Linked DNA regions of Mus musculus: region 2 is linked to region 1. The links are chromatin contacts, called in public Micro-C maps. All regions are on one chromosome and are shown on one strand. Each heading gives the region's core, a stretch centred on a gene start, on an enhancer-like site or on the middle of the called end of the contact. The rest is flanking DNA. Distances are from core to core; before and after follow the strand shown.

The links. A called contact is a pair of places that touch in the nucleus more often than the background predicts.
Region 2: a Micro-C map of muscle stem cells shows a contact between it and region 1, with 4 times the contacts expected there. The contact joins two enhancer-like sites. A contact is called at or near these places in 1 of 15 datasets of contacts at CTCF or cohesin (the NIH/3T3 cell line), 5 of 484 Hi-C or Micro-C datasets (3T3-L1-derived adipocytes, the N1E-115 cell line, embryonic fibroblasts and 2 more), 3 of 115 datasets of contacts at active chromatin or transcription factors (embryonic fibroblasts, fibro-adipogenic progenitors and pancreatic cancer cells) and 1 of 9 other capture datasets (liver).

The regions. Positions count from the first base shown.
Region 1 is chr17:3,366,802-3,374,098 of GRCm38.p6, forward strand. The region is part of intron 1 of Tiam2 (T cell lymphoma invasion and metastasis 2); the gene reads left to right. Among named protein-coding and RNA genes, the nearest start is that of Gm52295, 38 kb to the right of the region's middle. Within about 2 kb of position 3,005, at least 54 of the 459 cell types and tissues checked have an H3K27ac peak or open chromatin away from gene starts, as enhancers often do. A contact at or near this core is called in embryonic fibroblasts, muscle stem cells and pancreatic cancer cells, where this site is marked.
Region 2 is chr17:3,437,268-3,444,045 of GRCm38.p6, forward strand. Tiam2 (T cell lymphoma invasion and metastasis 2) reads left to right here. Exons shown (of 27, transcript NM_001122998.1): 7 at 1-146; 8 at 1,360-1,506; 9 at 2,434-2,505. Among named protein-coding and RNA genes, the nearest start is that of Gm52295, 32 kb to the left of the region's middle. Within about 2 kb of position 4,829, at least 64 of the 459 cell types and tissues checked have an H3K27ac peak or open chromatin away from gene starts, as enhancers often do. A contact at or near this core is called in embryonic fibroblasts, muscle stem cells and pancreatic cancer cells, where this site is marked.

The DNA of each region.
Region 1 (7,297 bases), core at 1,755-4,254:
GGTGCGGCAAAGACCAGAGGAAGATGTCAAGTGTCTACTCTATTACGCTCTGTCTTAATGCCTTGAGAAAGAGTCTCTCACTGAACTTGAAACAAATCTGTTTTGTCTAGGCAAGCTGCCTAGCAAGCCTTGGCAAGCTGCCTATGTCAGCCCTTTATGTGCTAGAACTACAGGCACACACACAGCCACACCTATTTACCTGGGTGCATTTGCTCTGTGATCTGTACTTGGGTTCTCAGGCTTAAGTAGAAACTACTCTTACCCAGTCAACCATCGCACAGGACCTCTCTTTGGTTGGTTTTTATGCCCTTACTTCATCCTGAGATTCTCCTGACTAAACTCTGATTGGTTTTCCTTTTTGTTTGTTTATTTGAAACAGGGTCTCGCTATGCTGGCCTGGACCTCACAAAGATCTGCCTGCCTCTGCCTCCTCTTGAGTGCTGGAATTAAAGGCGTGGGCCACCAAGCCCCCTCTCCCCGCCACAGTATGTGTTTTGTGGATGGAAACTGGTAATAAACTCCAAGTTGCTATTATGCCTCGGTGTTGTATTAAAGAAAGGGGCATACACACTTTCCTTGAGTATCACATAGTGAAGAGCAAGCCCAGATTTGAAGTCTCGACTTCATGTTCCCCATGTCTCTGTCTTATACTTGTGAGTATAAATCTGCCTGCCTGTTTTTTCAAGCCAGCTGCTGTCATTTACCTTCTGTCTTAGGGTTCTACTGCTGTGAAGAGACACCACAACCAAGGCAACTCTTATAAGGACAACATGTAATTGGAGCTGGCTTACAGGTTCAGAGCTTTATTTCGTTATCACCAAGGCGGGAGCATGGCAGCTTCCAGGTAGACATGGTGCAGGAGGAGCTGAGAGTTCTACATCTTCATGTGTAGGCTGCTAGGAGAAGACTGGCTTCCAGGCAGCTAGGATGAGGGTCTTAAAGCCCACGCCCACAGTGACACAGCTACTCCAACAAGGCCACACCTCCTAATAGTGCCACTCCCTGGGCCAAGCATATACAAACTGACACACCTTCTCTGTCACATCTTCCCCAACTTGTTTTATTATTTGTTCATTTCTTCTTGCTTCAGTCATTCTAGCGTGTGTGTGTGTGTGTGTATGTGTGTACATATATATATATACATATACATACACATATACACATACATATATATGGATACAACTTTATAGTTTTTGTCTTTAACCTCTTGAGACAGGGTCCTGCTTTGTAGCCTTGGCTGGCCTCATAGTTCCTTTGTAGACTGGAGTAGCCTCAAATGTGTGAAGTTCCTCCCGCCTCTGTCTTTTCAGTTGTGGGATTCCAAGCATGTGTCTCCACTCATAGTTCCATCCATGTGTTTAGTTTAAATTCCTTTAGTGGTCAATTTGTCGTGTGCTTGCCTCATGCACCTTTTATTTTTTGTGTGTGTGTATGTGTTTGTCAGCATGTATGTTGTGTGCACTGCATGTGTATAATTCCACAGAAGCCAGAGGAGTGTGTTGGATCCCCTGGAACTGGAGTTATGGGCCAGCATGTATGTGCTGGGAAGGGAACCCAGGTTCTCAGCAAAGGCAGCCAGTGAGTGCTCTCAACTGCTGAGCCTTCTCTAGGGGATATGAAGACATGTACCTGTTTGGAGGAAGTTCCTCTTGAGACCTTTTGCCAGTTTAAAACACTGGCCTGTTGGTTTTCTTATTACTTTTTCCTAGCATGTGACTTGTAATTAATGTTTTTGTAAAGAAAATAACAGGCTCAGATTTAGTGGGAAGAGAACATAATTTAGTAAAAGGGGTCGTGATTCAAAGCTTAGGAATGCAGTAATGAGAGTTCTACAACACACTGTAAATGATACTTTAAGTGCTTTTATTTTATTTTATTTTTCCATGACTAACAGGAAGTCCATCATCTTGTGGTGGTCAACTGATTGTTTATATTACATCTTTACTGCATTCCCAAGGATGGGGTATGTGTATGTATATATTGGTGTATGTGTGTTGGTGTATGTGTGGGATATGAGCAAGGGTATATATGTACATTTATCAGTAGGCACATCTGCTGCATGGCATCCTTATCTGTGACATAACTACATGAATATGCACACATGTAATCTACATGAATATGCATATATGTAAAGTTAGTGATCCAATTTAGCTTAAGGTCTGAATACTACCTGAATGCTACAAATGAGCAAAAACACAATGATACATGTTCCAACATAAGGCAGTAGAGCTAAAGGACAGCTTTGGATAAAAGGAACCCATAGGGCAAAACAGACATGATGCAGGAAGGAATGGCTGAGTAAATATAGCCAGGGATTTCTGTGGAATTCTGTCCGATTATCCCAGGAAGATCCAGACTGGCTTGGGCCTGAGGATAGACCTGTGTACACCTAAGATCACTTGGTGTCTTAAAGCTTTGGAAAGTGCTCAGACTGTCTGAATGCCAGTGAGTGATTAAGTAGTTCATTGTCTTGGTGATAGGTTTTTGTTGATAATTGACAAGTTTACATCTATTTTTTAAAAAGATCCTTTTTATTTTTCAAGTGTAATATTTCCCAAAAGATTTCCTTTGCCAGGATAGGTGTGTAGGGCTGTTGGTGCAAAGACCAAGTGTAACGCCTCCTACTTAAGAGTTAAATCTGAACTCCAGGCAGACCGAAGAATCTAGTTTTCACTTTTGAAAACTGCAAGCCTTAACTGTGTAGTCTGAGAAACATTGATAATAAAACAACCAAACCCTGCTGTATTTAGGTTTATGGATCTGGCTTGCCTATGCGTCAATTGTGAATTGTGGATGGGGCAGAGGCTGGAATTTGATTATTTGGCGTTCCCTGGAACTTTTGTTTTGGCCCAGAACCAAGTGTGATGTGAGTGAGCCCAAGCCCAGTAGCATGTCTCAAAAGAGAAGGAGTAAGAATGGACATGAGCATAACTGTAGCCAACTGTTTACCAACGGGGCCAGAGGCTTTAGAGTAATTTGGTGCGGAGGGTGGAGATCCGGCTTGAACATTGGAACTAAGTTACATAATTCTGCTGCATGTCTGTACGGCCAGTAATTTGTGTTCATTCAGACTGGAAAGAACCAAGTCATTTGTTTAGACTTTTCCCTGGGTCTGGTTGCTATTGCTGTTCAGACTCCTGTCCCACCTGGCCTCCCTCCCAGATCCCTTCTCTCCTGCTGCCCTGCCCCCTCACTCCCATCCAGGCTGACTCCTTTCTTTCTCCCTTCTTCAGAATAGGCTATTAGTAACATTTTACTTTTGTATAAATGAGCTTTTGGTCCATTCTTTTTTTCATGTTTACTTAGCTCCAAGCTGTGCAAAGCCTTGATGTTTTGAGCTAAAGCCATGAATATGTTCTTGATGCAAATAGACGCACATCTCTCCTCCTGAGGTTTAAAGTGTGATTTTTTTTTTAAACCTCTGCAGTGAAAATAATGAGTTAAGGCACAGGTGAGAGGCTGCTGTTTGGCTTGGAGACACTGGTGGGGGCCACTGGGCAGGAGAAGGCAGGCATTAGGACCCTTGGGTAGCCAGCTATTCCATTGTGTGTTAAATAACCCAGTCCGATTTAGGTGTGAGCAGACAGAGAGTTTGTACCTTGAAGACACAGGTTTTGTGCATATCTGGAAACCCTTTAGAGTGGGAGATTCTTAACCTTTGAGACGCCAGCCCCAATCTGAATCCTTCCCGTGCCCATAGGTCTCACTTCTGTCAGGTTCCTGTTTATTTCTATTTTCTTAATTTTACTGTTTATTGTTAGAAACTGGGAAGGCCTGGAACAAGAGCAGATTGCTTGAGGCTGTGTGTGTGTTCACATAAACTTCGGCAGCAGTCTTTTGTAGATGGACTGCAGTGTTCTGTGTTGTGTTGCTGGTGTGTTCTTTTCCCGTTTGGCTTGAGTTTTCCCTTTGTTTTGATTCTTTATAACCGGCTTGAATTTCAGGCTTGGAAAACAGGCCCAGATTTCATAATAAACTTGAAAACTTTGGAAAAAAAAAAGAAAAGAAAAAGAAAAAGAAAGAAAAGAAAAAAAAGAAAAAGAAAAAGAAAAAGGAAAGAAAAGGAAAAAGAAAAAGAAAAGACTTTTGTTGCTGTATGTTGAAGCAAAGCTTGGTTAGTTGGTTGATATTCCTGTTTAGGTCATTCAATCTGCTGGATTTGTAGGGTTTTCAGAAGAAATATTACATACAGAATTTTAAGTGTGGTCACAGCCATCGTAGAGATCTCAGAGTCATTAGGACCTAAAGACCCTGTGTGGCACAAAGGATGCTAATTTTCTGCATTATACAAAGTGTTAACCTTGTACCATCTCTGCGGTGCAGAGCTCCTTCCTTCAAAGCTCTAGGTCCTCTCTCTCTTCAGATTCCTGGTCTTTTGTGGTATCCCTCTTGATTCCTTACAGTCAACCTCTGAGTACCCAGGTCTTCTCCTCCCCTTTAAAGAATATCCACACAAGTATCGTTCCTTTCCCTGGGAAAAGCTCAATATCCCCAGCAAATCTGGGCCATTCTCAGGGAGCCTCTTGTCCTCCTCTTTGGCTCTGACTTTGTGTTCCTGCCCTGCCAAACTCTCACTCCTCTGTAAGCTCCTCACACTCATCTTAACCAGCTCCCCACGCCTCGCTGGTGCTCCATGCATTAGAACCCTGTAGTCTGCACAGTCGTGGGCAGTAGGTCATCTCAGCTCTCTTCTGTAGTGACTTCAAAGCTGGGTTTATTCTGGTTTGATTCAAGCTCCATTAGACACTGAGCAGAGCCCCACTGAGCAGAAGGGAAGGAAGGTGCACCTTTGGAGAAACAATTCTCCAAGACTTTTCAAGGCAGCATGCACTCCCATGCAACCTTGAGGGATGTGATCTCATGAATGTGTTTGAGAATAGATACCAAAAGAAATAAGAAATACTGCAAACAAAGGAATTATGTTGTGAAGTTGTAAGAAAGAGTAGATGGCCTGTGTCAGTAAGCATGGGGATTTTGTTACACAGGGAAAATGCCCAACTTTATACTAACACTTTGCTTAGTAGTCCAACTGTGTTAGAAAAGCAAACGGGGATGGTGCCCTTTGTCATCAGATCTAACTCAGCTCTGAAGCCTCTGCTATTATTTAAGGAAAAGCACCACTCTAAGTATATTGGAGGTATATGCTACCATGCTCTTCCTTAATTGTCTGAGTTTTGCCACCTTGTACTAGCGGGACAGATGATTCATTTTCAGTTGAAGTTTTGTTTAATTTGTTTCCTTCAGTCCTTCAGTGTTCAGTCAGTTGTCTGTAATATTTGTGACACGAAATAGCCTTCATGAATTTAAGAGTTCTGCAGGATTTTCTTTCTGATGGAATAAACCTAGTTAATAATGAAGGACTCTGGTCCCAGGGCCTTAAACACCTTGCTGTTATATGGATTGTTTAACTTTTCAATGTTAAAATTTGTGTCACCATGATGTTAGCCTGAGACATCCATTAATTATGTCTGGGTCCTGGAGGTTATGAATTTGTAAGACATAGGTTTAGTAGTAGCTTGGTGTGCTTAGAGCTGCGGAAGTGACTCAGTGGTTAGAGCACTTATAGTTCTTGTAGAGGACCTGGATTTGGTTCCCAGCATATACATCATAGCTTACAACCATCTGTAGCTGTGGTTCCAGGGAATCCAGTGCTGTCTTTTGACCTCGGAGGGCACTAGGCATGCATGTGTGTGGTGTATAGACATATGTTCAGGCAGAAAACACACATGAAAGAAAGAAACCTGAAAAACACTTGCTAAAAGTGTGCTTATATGTTAAGGACGTGAACAGGTCCCATTGAGGCAAGACTAGGATGAAGTCATCAAGACAGAAGGATACTTGAATTTGAAGAGTTTTGGCGCTATAGAGGATTTGGTGGAAGCCAAAGCAGCCACATAGAAGGGAATTGCACACAATTAGTACTACCACACTCCAGAAATGGCATTGATGGCTTAGTCATTGATTCTGTATTCTTTACCACACTAATGACAAAGATTGGTAGAGTCATGGATACCTAAGTAGGTGTGAAGCAAGAGTAGTTAATTTCTGTGAGGTACACTAAAGAGTTAAACAGAGCTTATTCTGAGTTACAGTAGTAGCAGTAGCTCTGCATAAAGAATCTGTCTTCCACTTGTATGATATTTGCAAAGGATGCCTTAGAGCACAAGTTCTGACCTGTGGATAGTCACCATCAGAAAATACCTATTTCTGCTGGTCTCAGGAACCAAGTTACAGCCCAGTGGCAAAATTACAGTTATGACGTAGCAACGAACATAATCTTATGGTTGGGGGTTACCACAACGTGAGGAACTGTATTAAAGGGTCACAGCATCAGGAAGGTTGAGAACCACTGTTTAAGAGGAAGCACTTGGTGGCACACGCCTTTAATCCCAGCACTCAGAAGGCAGAGGCAGGCAGATTTCTGAGTTCGAGGCCAGTCTGGTCTACAAAGTGAGTTCCAGAACAGCCAGGGCTATGCAGAGAAACCCTGTCTCGAAAAACCAAAAAAAAAAAAAAAAAAAAGGAAGCACTTGTTGGCTCTGAGATTGAAGGGTGATGTGCTCTGCTGTCAAGGTTGAGGGGAGCATTTCTGAGAATTGAAAGTATAGAGACATTTGGAGTTTGTATTAGGAGGATATCAGCTGCAAGAACTCTATCAGAGGCTGAAGGGCAGGAACTGGAGTTTCTAGTGGATGTCTGTGTTGAGGAAGAAGGTTGGAGTTTAAAGAGAAAGACATGGATGACAAAAAATGTTTGTAGATAGTATTTCATTGATGATCTAGAATTTTCTTCTGATGCTATCATGGGAGATGTGGATATGGAAAGGGATGAAGATACTTTAGTAGCCCTGGAGTCAGCTTCTGTGAGTCTGGATGGATAGAGGGTGGAGGAGGATACTCAGGAAGCAGGGCAGCAAGATGGCTCAATGGGTAAAAGGGGTTGCTACCAAGCTGGACAGCCTGAGTTGATGATGCATGCATGGCAGAAGGAGAGAACTGATTTCCATAAGTTGTCTGCTAACCTCTGTATGCACGCAGTGGCATGTATGCTTCTATCTACCCACACCTACTCCCAAATAAAGTAATACATACAATAAAGTGTTTCTACATATATAAACAGGAGAGGCCTAGGAAGTAGAAGCCAGAGGATTTAATGACAGCCTTGATGTGCAAGATGAGGGAAAGTAGAAGCAGGCCTACAATAATTGATGGGTGTCTATCTCTCATGCCAGGCTGGAGGGGAGAACAGCCATCTTGATTTGGGTGCACAGAGGACAAGTCAGGTCATCTGGGAGCCA
Region 2 (6,778 bases), core at 3,579-6,078, 72 kb after region 1:
ACCTGTTCCGCATGCGCTGCTATTTGGCGAGCTTACAAGGTGGGGAGTTACCAAATCCCAAGAGTCTCCTTGCTGCCACCAGCCGCCCCTCCAAGCTGGCTCTTGGCAGGCTGGGCGTCCTGTCTGTTTCGTCTTTCCATGCTCTGGTAAGTTCCTGGGGACGGTTGGGTCAGTGGCTTGCACCTTTCCGCAGTCAACTAATACCTTTGCTGGAAGTTAACCTCATAACTGACAAGGGTCACCAGAGGCTAGGTACTGGGGACCAGCAGAGTAAACTGTAGTTTCCAGTTTCTCAGATGTGTATTCTAACTGTTAGCTGGAAGTTACTACATATTCTTATCTCCCTCTCTATCCCTCCTCATACTCTTGGGAAGGTGCTGGTCCCTGAGGAGTGCTCTTACTGGGTAAAGAAGAGAAAGATGAATTAAATGATGTTTAATCTGGGGCTGGGATGACAGTTCAGTGAGTAAAGTGGTGTCCTTGAGAATGTGAAGACCTGGACTTCATCCCTAGAGCCTATATTTGGGGAGCTCCAGGTAAACAAGAACCTATCTCTAAAAAACAGAAGAATAAGGGGAAAAAAGGAAAAAATAGATGAAGTACTAGGGAGATGGTTCAATGACTAGAGCAAGAAGAAAGACATTCTGGTATGTATCCCTGCAAATGCTGGGAGACCCTAGCTACCCACCTGTAAGTCCAGCCTTTGGAAGGTGGAGACAGGATCCCTAGAGCTGAGCAAGTTGGCTAGCCAGGTTAGTAACATCAGTGAGTTCTGAGATTGATTGATATTCTGTGTCTCAAAAAAAAACAAGGTGGAAGAAGGATTGGGGAAGATTCCTGATGTCGGCTTCAGGCCTCCGCTGCACACACACATGCCCAGGTGCCCTCATACATATGAACATGCATATACACGGGCACAGTCACAATATACACATAAAAAGGAGAAAAAAAGGAAAAGAATAATCATTGTGGGTGCTGCCTGAGGACCTTAGGGGTCCACATGCACCTGCAGACACACAGACACATATACAAACACAATGCATAAACAGTGGTTGCTTGGTCTGTAGTGCTGGGAGCTCCACGGGTAGGGTCTGAACTTGCTCCTGGCTTTTTGCATTAAACCGGCTCATCTTGAAGAGCTCAGAGTGGTTTTGCCGACTCTGCTGCCTGTCGTGGGTCCATCTGATCGTTGGCTTGCGCTATTTAGGTAAGGCCACTGTGGAGGCTGATTTCTTCTGCGTGTGAACTATGCAGCAGACTCAAGACACTGTCAGAACACACTTAAGGTCAGGCTGACGTCTCCAGGGTGCAGAAACTTTGATGGGCTTTAAGATGTTTTTCAATTGTGTTTAACATTAGGTGTGTTCCAGAGATGATTCCACTCTCAGGAAAAGAACACTTTCCCTTACCCAGAGAGGAAAAAGCAAGAAAGGCATATTTTCTTCATTGAAAGGTCTGGACACCCTAGCAAGAAAGGGTAGGGAGAAGAGAGCTTCCATAACTCAGGTGAGTTCTTGACATGGGAGGAACACGATGCTAGGTGAAATTTTTGACACCTCCATTTCTATTTGCATTTTTGTTTACTTGCAAGCAGTAGCTATTTGTTGGTTATAGGTAGCGGTTAACTGTAATCCATTGGCTAATATTGAGCCTACATTTTCTGAATGAAACCACCATAATTATATTCTGTATATAAATGTGAAGGTCAATTTTTATATTAAGGTAACTTCATATAATTAAAATGATAAAGTAATAGATAACAGGATAACTTGCTTATTTTAGAAGTATCATTTAGTTAATTAAATGAGCCTTACTGTCTGCCTCAGTGTATCTGCTAAATGTTCTTAACAAAAGATTTCTTGATAAACAAAAGCATTTGGTTGAACATTTTTGTTTTAAAAAAGATATAATGTCAGTACTTACACAGCTGAATGAAGTTTATTATTAGGTATGCCTAGTTGAATAGTTCATGTTAGTATTCTACAAAATTTAGAATATAAGATTTACAAAAGTAAAAAAGAATGATTCTAATCTTTTTGGCTTCAAACAAAGGTCTATTAACATATTGTCTTCCAATATTTATTCTAAGCACATTAGAAACAGTTATAAGATCGATTTTGTGGCTTTGCCAACTTTGTTCCTCATCTTCTGAAATGCATAATTAGTTAAAAAAAAAAGGAGCAATGTCAAGAGAATTCCAGATGACTTAAATACTATGAAACATCACAGAAAAGTATATATGAAGCTATGAGAGGATAGAAAGCAGATATCTCTGCAGAGGGAAAGCTTCGTATTTGAATATTAGTGTAGACTGTGAAATGGAGACAAAACAAAATGTTATACAACTTCAATCTTTAAACTAAAAATGTGTAAATGCCAAGGAACACTGCAGAACCTTCTTATTAGTCGTCTTTTCTTCCTCCTCTGTATTAGATGTTTGATTCTAGCCACAGCCATGGATTTCTTGGAACTCAGCTACCTCAAAAGTCCACTAACTCCAACAAGGTAAATATGGTGGGATAGGGCAGCCATCTTGGCAGCCATCTTGTTTTATGCTGACTAAGTTGAGGAATGCTGGTTTAGAGTCTTCACATGGATCTGTTAAAAGACAAGATTAGAATTAAAATGGTCCTACTAAGTAAGCTAAGAGGTGTTCCCCGAATGCTAAGAATTTTTGGAGGATTTTAAACTTACGACATTACCACCTGAAAATTAGTACCTTGCCAGAGCTCCAATTTGGTGTAAGGTTGCCTGTTCTCAGCAGTTCCTGACCCTGCTTTGAATGTCAGTGACTGTCAAGTTACAGCTTCCTCCATGGTCTCAAGGCCTTCACACAGATGCTTCTCCAGATACCCTCAGTTGGGTTGAGCAATGTCTTCTCTAGTCTCTAGGGTTGCTTCTGTTTCTGAGCTCAGGAGTATGGTCAGAAGTGGATACACTACTTGGATATGCTTATAGTTACATTTTGTGCTTTCTCCAAACTCCCGTCCTTCTCGAAAGGCCGTGGTTCATGTTATTTGTCAGTTTCTCCAGATCTCCCTCCACCAGATTACTTTATTTTTTCATTTTATTTCTAACAGACATCCGAGCTACTCATGGAAGGTAAACGGTCAGTAGTGGGACTGGAGAGATGGGGTTCGGAGGGTAGGAATGTCTACTGTTGTTCAACAGGCTCCAAGTTCATTTCCTAGCACCAGATGGTGGCTAACAACCACCTGTAACTCCAGTTCTGGGAGGATTTAATGTTCTCTTCTGGTCTCAGAGGATACCAGGCACATGTGTAGTTTGCAGATATATAGCATAATAAAATAATTTTAAAACACTGATAATGGGGCTGAAGGAATGGTTCAACATTTACTGGAGTTTGCTGTTCCTCAGTGGACCTGACTTTAGTTCCCAGCATCCACAGGGCAGCTCACAACTGCCTGTAACTTGAGCTCCAGGAGACCCTGATGCTCTCACCCGACCTCCAGGGGCACCTGCATGGACACATACACACTCTCTCACACCAACATAAATTTAAAAAAAATTAAAATAAGAAAGCCTGCTAATGATCAGCATAAACAAATCTACTCCATCATTGCCAAAACTACCCAACACATTAATGGGAATAATTGGATAAGTTGGAAATTTAGTCTAAAAAAAAAAAAAACAACCTGAGTTAGACACTGACAGTTGCTTTGGGGTGGAGTGGGGTACTCTCTGGTGATATAAAATACTCAGTGTAGACATCTATGTGTTCTGCCTCCTTGTGAAGTTGGGTACAGGCTCTTTAGTGTGCCATTGCTGTTGCTAAAGTTGTTCCTCCTGCATGGCAGCTCGGCCTCAGGTGCCCTGCCTCCTATAGGATGAGTGTGAATGAGTTGAAGAGTCTATAGAATTATATTTTTTCTAATCTGCAACCTCCCAGGATCATGGTGGCAAGAGCAGGTTGGTGGGGGGTGATGGGGCTTAAACTAGGAATCTCCTGTTTTATGCTCTTTTTGGCAAAGTTCTAAGCCCTGGGTAGACAGAAAAGCTGCATCCAATTTTTCTTTTCTATAAAGGATGCTACTTATAAGGAATGCTGTCCGTTTCCTGCCCTGTGGTCTCTGTGTACTTGAAGAGCTGATTTAAAACCCCTTTCAGATCATACTGTTGTTGGAGAATTTGACATAATCCTGTGGTTGATATGTCACACAGATTTGCTATATTCTTACTGTGTCCTGCCTTGTCCTATTAAGTCACGTGTATGTGAATGTGAGTGTGTATATATGAGGTGTGTGTATGTGAGTGTGAGAGTGTGTGTGAGTTAATGTGTGTTTATATGAGTATGTATGTGTATATGTGAGTGTGAGAGTATTTGTGAGTTAGTGTGTGTTTATATGAGTGTACGGTTATGTATGAGTGCGTGCATGTGAATGTGTGTGTGCGAGTTAGTGTATGTTTGTATCAGTGTGTGTGTGAGTATGTATGAGTGTGTGCATGTGAATGTGAGAGTGTGTATATGTGCATGAATATGTGTGTGTGACTGTGTATGTATGTTTTTTTGAAAAGCTTTTCATAAGCTTTGGCTCTGTGCAGTGTAAGTGTTCCTGTGTATTTTAAGCCCACAGCTCATGTCAACATTATGATACTCAGTGTTTGTTAGTTAATCATTTGTATTAGCTGTAGTCCTTTAATGGCTAGGAAGTGTTGGTCTATGATAAAATCCCAGCGTTTTAAGCTTGCATCTCTTTAAACATCGTGTAACAAAGTTCTTATTTTAAAAGCTTAAAGAGTGAGATCATCAAAGCATTATTAAGACTCATGGCAGACTTTGAGAGGAAATTTTGCTAAAATAATCACTGATGACGAAGGTCAGTGCTTGGTTAAATCAGGCTCAGGTTTCCACATACTCCTGTTGAATCCTCAAGTCCCAAAGCTAGCAAAGACATCGCTCCAGCCCCCTGTTTGCTCGATTTAAAGATGAAACCCTGCATAGGGATACAGGAGACTCTCCATCTTTGTGTTGGTTGCTTTAATGGTACAACTTTACATCTTTCTGTCCCTTGTCACAGAACACAGGTCTAGGTTCAAATTGAACTGCAGCTTAAAGTAAAAGAGACCTTTTTTGTTGTTGTTGTTATTTTTAATACCCCTTTGGCTGAAAATTCTGCTCGTGGCTGGTTGAATAATTACAATTATCATTCACTGGTTGTCTTGTGCTATAATCTCGGAGAGTATTTGTAGCACACAAAGCATCTGTTTTTATACAGTAAGTACATTATGTGTGTTGGAGTTACACAGAAAGGCTGTTGTGAGGGAGGAGCTGAACCCCCTTTTAAATGCCCCACTATAATTGGTACATCCTGTGAGGGTCTCACAGTGAGTCACCCTAATTGGAAGTCTGTTAGCGCTGGAGGAAAGCCAGCCTTCTTGGAGCATTTTTTTAAAGGACACCTTGGCCAGCCCCAAATGGGAGCTTTTCAGAGCCTCCTTGATGAGTAATAATGAGTCTCAGACAGTGTTTGGCAGGGAGGTGTTTGTTGTGGAGATGTGTCAACAAATCTCCCACCGAGCTAGGGTGGCAGCTGCCCCAGAAAGCCACAACAGCCATGGCAGCCCCTGGCCTTGGCCTCTGTTCCTATAAAACTGTCTGGGGTGTCCTGCCTTTCTGTGACAGTAAGTAAATGAAGGATTGCCTCATTACTTATTAGCTACAGACTTGGGGGTGGGGGCTAAGGGTGGAGAGTGTTGGGCGCCCTGATGTCGGTTTCTCAAATGGAAAATGTGAACAAAATAACCAACTGTTGACCACGGTGTACAGGCTGTTTAAATAGAATGCTAGTCTGGAACCCTCCACAGCACATGCACGCATATAGACCGTATCCATGTTTGTCTCTTTCCATATACATAGCTGGCCAGTCAGGTCTTCGTTTTTCCTTCCTAACCACTGGTGTCTGGGCATCTGCCCAAGAAGGAAATAAACACTACATCCTCGATGATATGGAGCTGTCAAGAAAAGCCAGAGCTCATCATTTCTTTTGTGCTGTCCCCTCATCTCACTTGCTAATAGACTCTCCTTTTGTCAGCGACAGCAGTGGTGTGGGCCCCCCACCCCCTGCTTTTGACAGACACTGTGATTTTGCTACTCACATCCTGTCCCTACAATGATCCAGGCAGTAATTATAAGTCATTGGACCCAAAAGCATCTGCTACAAGAACACACAGGGTTACCATTGTGTGTGTGTGTGTGTGTGTGTGTGTGTGTGTGTGTGTGTGACACATACTGAGCCTAAGTAATTGGACGTGTGGTTTTGGGACCATTAGTGCCATGATGATGATGATGATGTAGATGATGATGATGATGTAGATGATGATGATGATGATGATGATGATGATGTAGATGTAGATGATGATGATGATGTACTAGTGTAGAAGTTGCCCTATCAGGAAAGCTAGCTTGATTTACAATTTTTACAATTGCTAAGGTGGCGTGTTATGGCTGGGGCTAGAGTTCCAGCAGGAGTTGGGCTGTGAGGAGACAGCACTGCACCCCATCCCAGGTTCCCCAAGGTTTCAGAACGAGGAATAATTCTCATGCAGTTCTGGGCAGTGTCTGTCACTGAACCGTGCATGAATGGTGTTCAGACTCTGTCCAAGCTGACTAAAGAAGAAGGCTTTCAGTATGTCTCCCCAATGCCATTCCTCCTGGGGTGACCTTGTGAAGCTGGTATTTGTGGTGGTCACCTCTAAGGGGAGGGAGGTGTTGAAACAATAGGTTACCTACCAGGCTACCTAAGGGTAGCAAGACAGG